Linked DNA regions of Mus musculus: region 1 is linked to region 2. A link is a contact called in public promoter capture Hi-C data. All regions are on one chromosome and are shown on one strand. The core of a region is the stretch at or near the end of the contact, and the rest is flanking DNA. Distances in the headings are between cores, read along the strand shown. Region 1 holds the start of Mstn (myostatin). Region 2 overlaps Mfsd6 (major facilitator superfamily domain containing 6).

Region 1 (4,128 bases), core at 1,619-4,118, 340 kb after region 2:
CACTAATGGTCTAAAGGCCTCGACAGCACAGAATTCATGAATGCTGATGGCTACACAAGGTGGGAGAGAACATGCAGGGTGAGGTGAGCTACGTGTGTGTGTGTGTGTGTGTTTGTGTGTTTGTGTGTGTGTGTGTGTGTGTGTGTGTGTGTGTGTGTGTGTGTGTGTGTGTGTGTGTTGGGTGTTTGTGTTGGGTGTGTGTGTGTTTCTGTGGAAAGGTGCCACAGTCAACAGATCGTGTTCATCCGTTACCATTGGTGTCCCAGACAGAAGCTACAAGCTCAGGCCTGGAGAGCTTGTCTAATGTGTGTGTTTTCTCCTGAGGAATGGTTTCCTTCCTTCCATGAGACGTATCACAGCATTCTAAAAATATGGTTGTAAATTATAACGCAAAAGTTGTTGCTGCTTTAAACCTTTTTAAGTCCTAAGTCACACGGAGTTCTATGTCCTCAAAATGTTGCTCAGCCTCTACCCTGTCTACCTGGATGATTTTCTCTCTCAAACTGAGAGTCTGTAAACTATTAAGCATTAAGTACACACACACCCTGACCCCAGCGGGCTCCATTCTCCATTCTCCCCTGTGCTTAAAAGAAGCTGCCCTGGAGTTTCAGTGCTATTATCAGAAAGCAGCAGACAGCACGGGCAGTTAAAAGCACAAGAAAGTAAATAACATGGTAATAAATAGGCAAAATAAAAGAAAATAAACAAACAAGGAAATAAATAAAGGGCATTTGTTCATAAAGTCAGAGCTGAGTGAATGGCTCAGGCTTTGCCCTGCCCTGCCCAGGCTCAGTGGGGAATCTGGGTAGCTGGCAAACGCCTCTGTCGTCGTTATTATTATTTTGCTGGCAATCTGAAACATGTAGGTGAGCTCAGTTCCTAGGCCTAGTGAGATGTCCTGCAGGCTGCGAATCCCTTGCCTTCATCTGAAGCACTTGAGGATAATTTGAAGTAAAAGGCTTGAAACAAAGAGCAAGCCCTTCTGCTTCAAGTATTAATTACCTATGAAAGGGACTACATTTAGCTACTTATATTGCTAAATTATATGCCTCAAACCCCTTTAGTTGAGAAACTAAAGATAAGAGAAGCTAAGTACTGTGCCGTCTTTGTCATCGACTTAGAAGAGGCAAAATTGAGATTTGAACTCAGGTTTATTTGACTCTTCAGTCTCAGCTCACAATGGCAGTACAGTCTAAAAAAAAAAAAAATCACAGGATCAATTTCCTCTGAGGTATATAGCAGCATGTGTAATGATAATTATGACATCGAAAAGAATTCTATGCAGAAAAATGAATTTTCCAGACAAATCTGACTTTATAGGCCTGCTCTAATATTGTCTTGTATAAAGAGGGCCAGATCACCTCAGGGTGTCTGCTTTGTGTCTGGTTTTCCTTCATCTTTAATGGTGGGCAAATCTAGTACATTATGGAAGCCCACTTTTTTTTTCCTCAAGAGATATAGATGCCTCTTAAAAATTTGATGAAAATGCATTAACTTTTCAAGCTACTGAGCTGCATTTTAGTTCACTGAGGCAGTAAATTGGGTGTATACTGTACAGGAATGGTGGTGACCTAAAAATAAATATTTGATACAAGCCACCATAGTCTCTTGGGGTGTGTGTAAGGGGAGTAATGAATTAAAATTCTAAAGACTCCTCAGCTTCCCAAACAGGAGGAGGAACTCTGTGGCCTGGAAGCGTCCTCTGTCCCTGCTGCTGTGTTTGTTCAGCTCTTTAAGAGTTCACCCCATTCGATCTTGTGGCTCCTAAAGCCAAGGGTGAAAGTTTGATCCTTGCAGAGGCCACTTAAATTCAGAGAACAAAAAGCACCATTCTCTGCCCTAGACTCTAGCCCAGATCCCTGCCAGGTGTCTGCCCTCTGGTCAAAATGAGACGCTGGCAAAGGGGTGCTAGCCTGTGACAGTATGGGAACGCAACAAAGGACACCCCTCTACATGCGACTTGCTCTTTGTGTGCTCACGGGACCTGACATCATTCACAGAGAACACAGATTGCACTTTACTGTCAGCCCTGGAAGTCTGAGTCAAACTGAAATAATGCTCCAGCGCTACTTACAAAAATCCATTATCTACTCGGCCTAAGTACAGAGCCTGGCCTCCTCGCTGACAGGATTCTGTTGGCAATCAAAAAAAAAAAAAAAAAAAAAAGCAACACTCAGTCTTTAGTCTGTATCTCTGTAATAGAAAATAGCAATACTTATAAGCTGAAATCAAGCACAGGTTTTATGTTAGTCAAAGCCATTAAGCTATCAAAAGTAAACCCATGTACACAGAAACGTCCCAGGACTGGTTTGTAATATGTCCTGACAAATAAGCCATGAAAACAAGCTCCTCAAATTACTGATGCAACTTTTTAGCAGGGTCACAAACTCAGCTTTCTTTAAATTAAGTCAGCTCTTCCTAGTTTTTACTTCTCTAATTACCCAGCACTTAACGCATATTTTTTCCCTCAAATATTTGTTTTAGTAACAAAACAGCACTCCAAGTCTTAAAGGATTAACATTTTCTATTTTAAACACAAAATCTAAATTAAAAATTACTAACTTAAATGATAGCAAGAGTTTTACAGAGATTAATAAGCTTTAAGTACAGTTTATATTAGTACACAGACTTCAATTTATCAAATGTCACATATATCTTTCATGATTTGGGGATTTATTTCATTTATGAAGTAGTCAAATGAATCAGCTTGCCCTCGACTGTAACAAAATACTGCTTGGTGACTTGTGACAGACAGGGTTTTAACCTCTGACAGCGAGATTCATTGTGGAGCAGGAGCCAATCATAGATCCTGACGACACTTGTCTCCTCTAAGTTGGAATATAAAAAGCCACTTGGAATACAGTATACAGGACTCCCTGGCGTGGCAGGTTGTCTCTCGGACGGTACATGCACTAATATTTCACTTGGCATTACTCAAAAGCAAAAAGAAGAAATAAGAACAAGGGAAAAAAAAAGATTGTGCTGATTTTTAAAATGATGCAAAAACTGCAAATGTATGTTTATATTTACCTGTTCATGCTGATTGCTGCTGGCCCAGTGGATCTAAATGAGGGCAGTGAGAGAGAAGAAAATGTGGAAAAAGAGGGGCTGTGTAATGCATGTGCGTGGAGACAAAACACGAGGTACTCCAGAATAGAAGCCATAAAAATTCAAATCCTCAGTAAGCTGCGCCTGGAAACAGCTCCTAACATCAGCAAAGATGCTATAAGACAACTTCTGCCAAGAGCGCCTCCACTCCGGGAACTGATCGATCAGTACGACGTCCAGAGGGATGACAGCAGTGATGGCTCTTTGGAAGATGACGATTATCACGCTACCACGGAAACAATCATTACCATGCCTACAGAGTGTAAGTATATCTGTTAAAGTATATCAACAGTTCTGCTGACTGCTGTCCTAGTGTTTATGAGAAACAGATCTATTTTCAGGCTTTTAACAAGCTGTTGGCTTATATGTAAGTAGCAGAGAAAGGAGATTTTTTTTTCCCCAAGATTTCCTGAGAAACATACCGACAATGAAATCTGTCTTGCTTGTTTCCTGGCAGTGCCAAATAGCTCAAAGTTAATATGCTGGCTCAGCTTTAATAGTATTTAATTTTATGCGGAAAATGTAGAATGCTTGTGTGTTCAGAGTCTCACACTATAATGTAAGGACTGTGAGATTCTATAGGCAGTGTTAAAGCATGAGAAATTTACAATTACATTTGTCTAAAATGTGCACTAGTTTCCCCCTGACTCACACTAAAGAGAGATCTCTGCTGGATGTTTATTTGAACACTGTTCCACAGTTAGAGTGCTTTCTGTTATTTAAAACTGTCAGTCTCAGAGCTTCTATGCTCTTGACAAGCTAGAATATTAATTGTGAAAGCTACTGCACTGGAAAGTTAAAGAAGTTAAATATTAAATGCATTATCATGAGCCACGATGAAGCAGGCATAGCAAAATAATACTCAGGACCGAGTATCAGAAAACACTCAGGAAATGAGCATTAACTGGGAGGTCATGGTGTGAAATGCTCCTGTGCCCCTTCATAGCACCGCACTGAGAGCGTCCTGGCTGTGAGCGTCCAGGCAGGAACAGTGATCGGTAACCCTCTAAAAGATTTAAT
Region 2 (4,268 bases), core at 415-2,914:
GAAGTCATGTCACTGTCAGGCAAATGGGCTCAGCAGAGATAATCAAATTAAGAAAATTAAGTCAGTCTGAGAGATAAATACCATGTTTACTCGTTGTGGCTCCTACGTTTTATATAGACACATAAAATGTGTGTGTGTGTGTGTGTGTGTGTGTGTGTGTGTGTGTGTAAAAATGACATAAATTATTGTCGGGGAAGAAAGCAGTAAGTGGGAGCAGGAAGAGGTGAAAAGGGAAGGTACAGAGGTAGGAGGAGGCATTGTCAAAGTACATTGCACATAATATTTAAACAAAATGTCCTATGCGATCCTGTTCCGTGAACATGTCTTCCAGGATGGGAAATGAAAGGAGAACCACGGTTCCTTAAAGAGTTTCCAGCAGGACTGTAGAGCATGTGAAGTTGCCAAATAGAACAGATCACAAAATACTTGAATACCAGTGTGAAGGACAAACAACACAAAACAGGATACTAAAGACTGAAAATACAGACATCCATTTTCTTTTTAATCTAACGGGTTAATCTAACCTCACCACCAACCATTAGATGGACAGGCACTTTGCGGCCCATGGTTCACACAGTGAAAATCATATAGTGATTTCTAGTCCACAGACAACAGAGATGACAGAGGTTCTCCAAGTCCCAATATACTGCTTCAAATGCTAAAACAGGAGCAAGCACAGAAGTCCTGCGAGGGAGCCCCTTGAGGGAGCTGAAGATGCAGAGCCATTCAGGAGAGAGGAAGGATTCTGAGACTGGCAGGAAATCTCAGCTGTCAAAACTCTGGGACTGTTTTAACTTGTTTTATCTCCTCCTCAGCTGCCAATGAGAAGGGGGGCATTGTTTCATGGCAGCTGTGAGAGTGAAATAGTGCACACTGGGCTTTGTATAGCATGGTGTACAGGAACATGCTCAGAGCAGTGGAGAGCCTCTGTGGGGATGAAGCAGGGAGCAGAATGCGCATGTTTGGATTTTACAAACATCCTGCCATCTGAACTTATATTTTAGTGTAGGGCCTTTTCACAGGGTGATATAAAAGATGGGACAGTATGTTTTAGGACAAAGGGCACTTTGTCAACTGTATCTGATGCAGCCATTGTTAATGCCTGGACCCTGATTCATCGTGTAACACTGTGTGACTCTCCTTCCCCCACTTCCACCTCACACACTGTCCTCCCACCTGACTTGTAGGATTTATTACAGGACTTACAGGTAAGCCTATTTTCAATCTTTTCACAGATTCCTCCTCCATACCTACAAGATTACAGACAGCTGAGAGATTACACACTGCTCATATTGTTCTTTACTCTGTCACTTGGCAATTCACAATAGCAATATGTGTCTTAAATTTATGTGATAAATTTATAAAATGTAATGTGATCAGAGATTAGTTCTAGAAAAGAGCACAGTGAGGTCCTAAATGCCTCTTTAACCCCCCTTGTCCTCTCAGTAAAAGGAGGATCAAAATATCAACCCCCAGGGGGCCAGGCAATGATGGCACATGCCTTTAATCCCAGCACTCAGGAGGCAGAGGCAGATGGATCTCTGTGAGTTCAAGGCCAGCCTGGTCTACAAAATCTCCAAGACAACTGGGGCTACACAGAGAAACACTGTCTTGGAAAACCAAAACCAAACCAGAGCCAAAACAAAACAAACAAAACAAGACAACCCCAGCCAACTCCTCCCAGAGGATTTTACGACTCCAGTGAAACAATACAAGGAAAGCACCAAGTAGTTTCATTCAACAGCAATATATGAACATTTGGTGGTGGCAGAGTGGCAGCTGCAGATTTATCCCATAATACTCTACATTTTTTGCAATTATTCTAAAAGTATTCTTCTGGACCAAATGTTCTAGAACTGCTTGACGCCCCCCACTGGACTAAGCCGGTACTTTACCCATGATGCTCACAGATTATGCTCTGTCAGCATCGCCAGCCACCTCCCAGAAGAGGGTGCGAATGGGGCTCTGGCTCTCAAAAAACACCCTTGAATTACAGACTGGAGCAATAAGGATTATTTCTAGGCCAAAAATGGTTGCTTGTGTTAAAAGAAGCAACTGGTATATTTGCAAGTAACATCACAAATCTGAAAGAAAAAGGATTAAAATCTTTAAAGCGGCTCTCCATTCTGTTAAGAAGGTAACAGGAACAAATTCATTTCATTTCTTTAAAATAGAGAAATAGCTCTAGTCTTAACAAAGAACCAGGTAGGTGGTTCATCATCTTTGCTTTATGCAGAGAAACAAATGTCAGTTAAACAGAAATTATAGTTCAGGCCTTTTAGACTGTATCAATCAACATCAGATTCCTGCCTCTGTGTTTTTGACGGCTGACTTAGTCTACTGATAGGTATCTAAGAATAATTTAGACTATATGTTTGAAGCTAGTTTCAGAATCTCATCATCTTCTTTCAAATAAACATCCCATCTTCAAACATGCCCAGTGGAAGCATGGAAAAGCTTTTAAAGAAAACATATTTATATATCTTTTCCATTTCTCCAATAAAAAAAAAAAAATTCAGGGGCTGGAGAGATGGCTCAGCGGTTAAGAGCACTGACTGCTCTTCCAAGGGTCCTGAGTTCAATTCCCAGCAACCACATAGTGGCTCACAACTATCTGTAATGGGATCTGATGCGCTCTTCTGGTGTGTCTGAAGACAGCTACAGTGTAGTACTCATATACATAAAGTAAATGGATATTTTTTCAAAAAGAAAAGTGTCATAGATGCTCAAGAGAATTAAATGTGTCACTGAACCTGTGTGTTTATTCATTAAAAAGAAATAAAATGTAGGGACTTAAAGGGGTTCCATAAGCTTCTGTGAAATGGAAGCAAGTTTTATTGATCTCTTCCCCAACCACAATCCCTAGCCAGATGGCAATGACATTATCTGTGTAGGAAAAGGCAAGGGTGGCGATACCCACTGTACTTCAACTGCTGATGCTCAGAAACCTTTTCCTCAAGGAAATAACATTACAAATAGGAGTACCCAGATTACTCAGTGAACTAAGGGCCAAAGATGATAGGATATGCAATTTTAAGGGAAAATCCTTTCTACTTTATAACCCAGGATGCAAGCAACGCATCTCGCTGGCATCCCCACGGATTCAGGATTCTACTCATCGCCTCAGCAGGGGCCTGCAGCTCTACCACCTGCCTCCTCCAAGCAACAGTATCATGGCCAGGGGTCTCTGAAAGCCTTAAACAAGTGTGTTACACACTGGTGGTCATGGGGTCAATGGGGTCCCATTTCTTCATGGCAACAGTAAGAGGGGAGGGGAAGACCGGGCGGATGGAGTCTAACCACCATGGTCAGTCATGACTAAGTGGCTATTTGACAGCTGTCTCCACTAGAATCACACCTCTGTCCCAATGACCATAAATGTGGCTGTCAGTAAACTGGCAATAAAATGATTTTTAAAATCTTTTTATAGAAATAAAGGAAAAGGCTTGTAAGAGTTGACACTGAAAACAATTATTTGTTTAAGGTTTTATAGCAGACTTTTCTTCAATAAAAAATTGTTATACCATTGAGGTAATTTATATAAAATGAAAATTAGTTTTTAAAAAGACAAAGCAGTGTCCAAATTGAGTGGCTGAGAGTTGCTTTTGAAAACTAGCTAAATTAATTCTTCAATCAGACTTACACAAAGAGATCCCATCCCAATATTTTCAGGGAAGGAATGAGTTTGGTCAATATAATTATGGTAAAAATATATGGGACACGGACACACACACACACACACACACACACACACACAAAACAACCAAGGAACACTGAAAAGTAAAAGCATAACTTCCGATATAGTAGTATAACCATTCATAGCAGGTATATGTAGAATGGACTCTTAGTAAATGGCTATTCAATAAAAGACTGATTCTTATCATATGGCTCTGCTGATAACTGACACAAAGAAGTGGGTTAAAGAAGGGGGTTAAAGAAAGCATAGCTCTCACAAAAAGCACAGAATATAGATATTAAGATTTAAACTACATTTTTCTATGGCCATGAACTTATTACCAATGTTTCGAGCTGATTCCACTAAATACAGTATAATCTTTTTAAAAAACAAACAAACCCAGTTTGTGTACTTTTAGCACATTCTGTATGTCATTTAAAATTGCCTAGCTGTCTCTTGTGCTGTTAAGGTTCTGGTGACTGAGAATTATCAATGCTATCAATTATAATGATATAATTACCTTCAGTAACAGTTTATTATTTAGCCTGTTAAAGAAAGAAGTTTGAATATATAATCCTAGCAATACCTTGTA

Evidence for each region. Promoter capture Hi-C pulls out the DNA fragments that hold promoters and counts their contacts.
Region 1: a contact with region 2 is called in a promoter capture Hi-C map of hippocampal neurons, with 2.3 times the contacts expected there. The contact joins the promoter of Mstn here to the enhancer-like site in region 2. A contact is called at or near these places in 10 of 39 promoter capture datasets (the 3T3-L1 cell line, 3T3-L1-derived adipocytes, cranial neural crest and 5 more).

Annotation. Positions count from the first base shown.
Region 1 is chr1:53,058,772-53,062,899 of GRCm38.p6, forward strand. It overlaps Mstn (myostatin), which reads left to right and starts at 2,869. Exons shown (of 3, transcript NM_010834.3): 1 at 2,869-3,370. The coding sequence starts at 2,995.
Region 2 is chr1:52,717,422-52,721,689 of GRCm38.p6, forward strand. All of the region lies in intron 1 of Mfsd6 (major facilitator superfamily domain containing 6), which reads right to left. Among named protein-coding and RNA genes, the nearest start is that of Mfsd6, 7.8 kb to the right of the region's middle. Within about 2 kb of position 1,665, at least 44 of the 459 cell types and tissues checked have an H3K27ac peak or open chromatin away from gene starts, as enhancers often do. A contact at or near this core is called in hippocampal neurons, where this site is marked.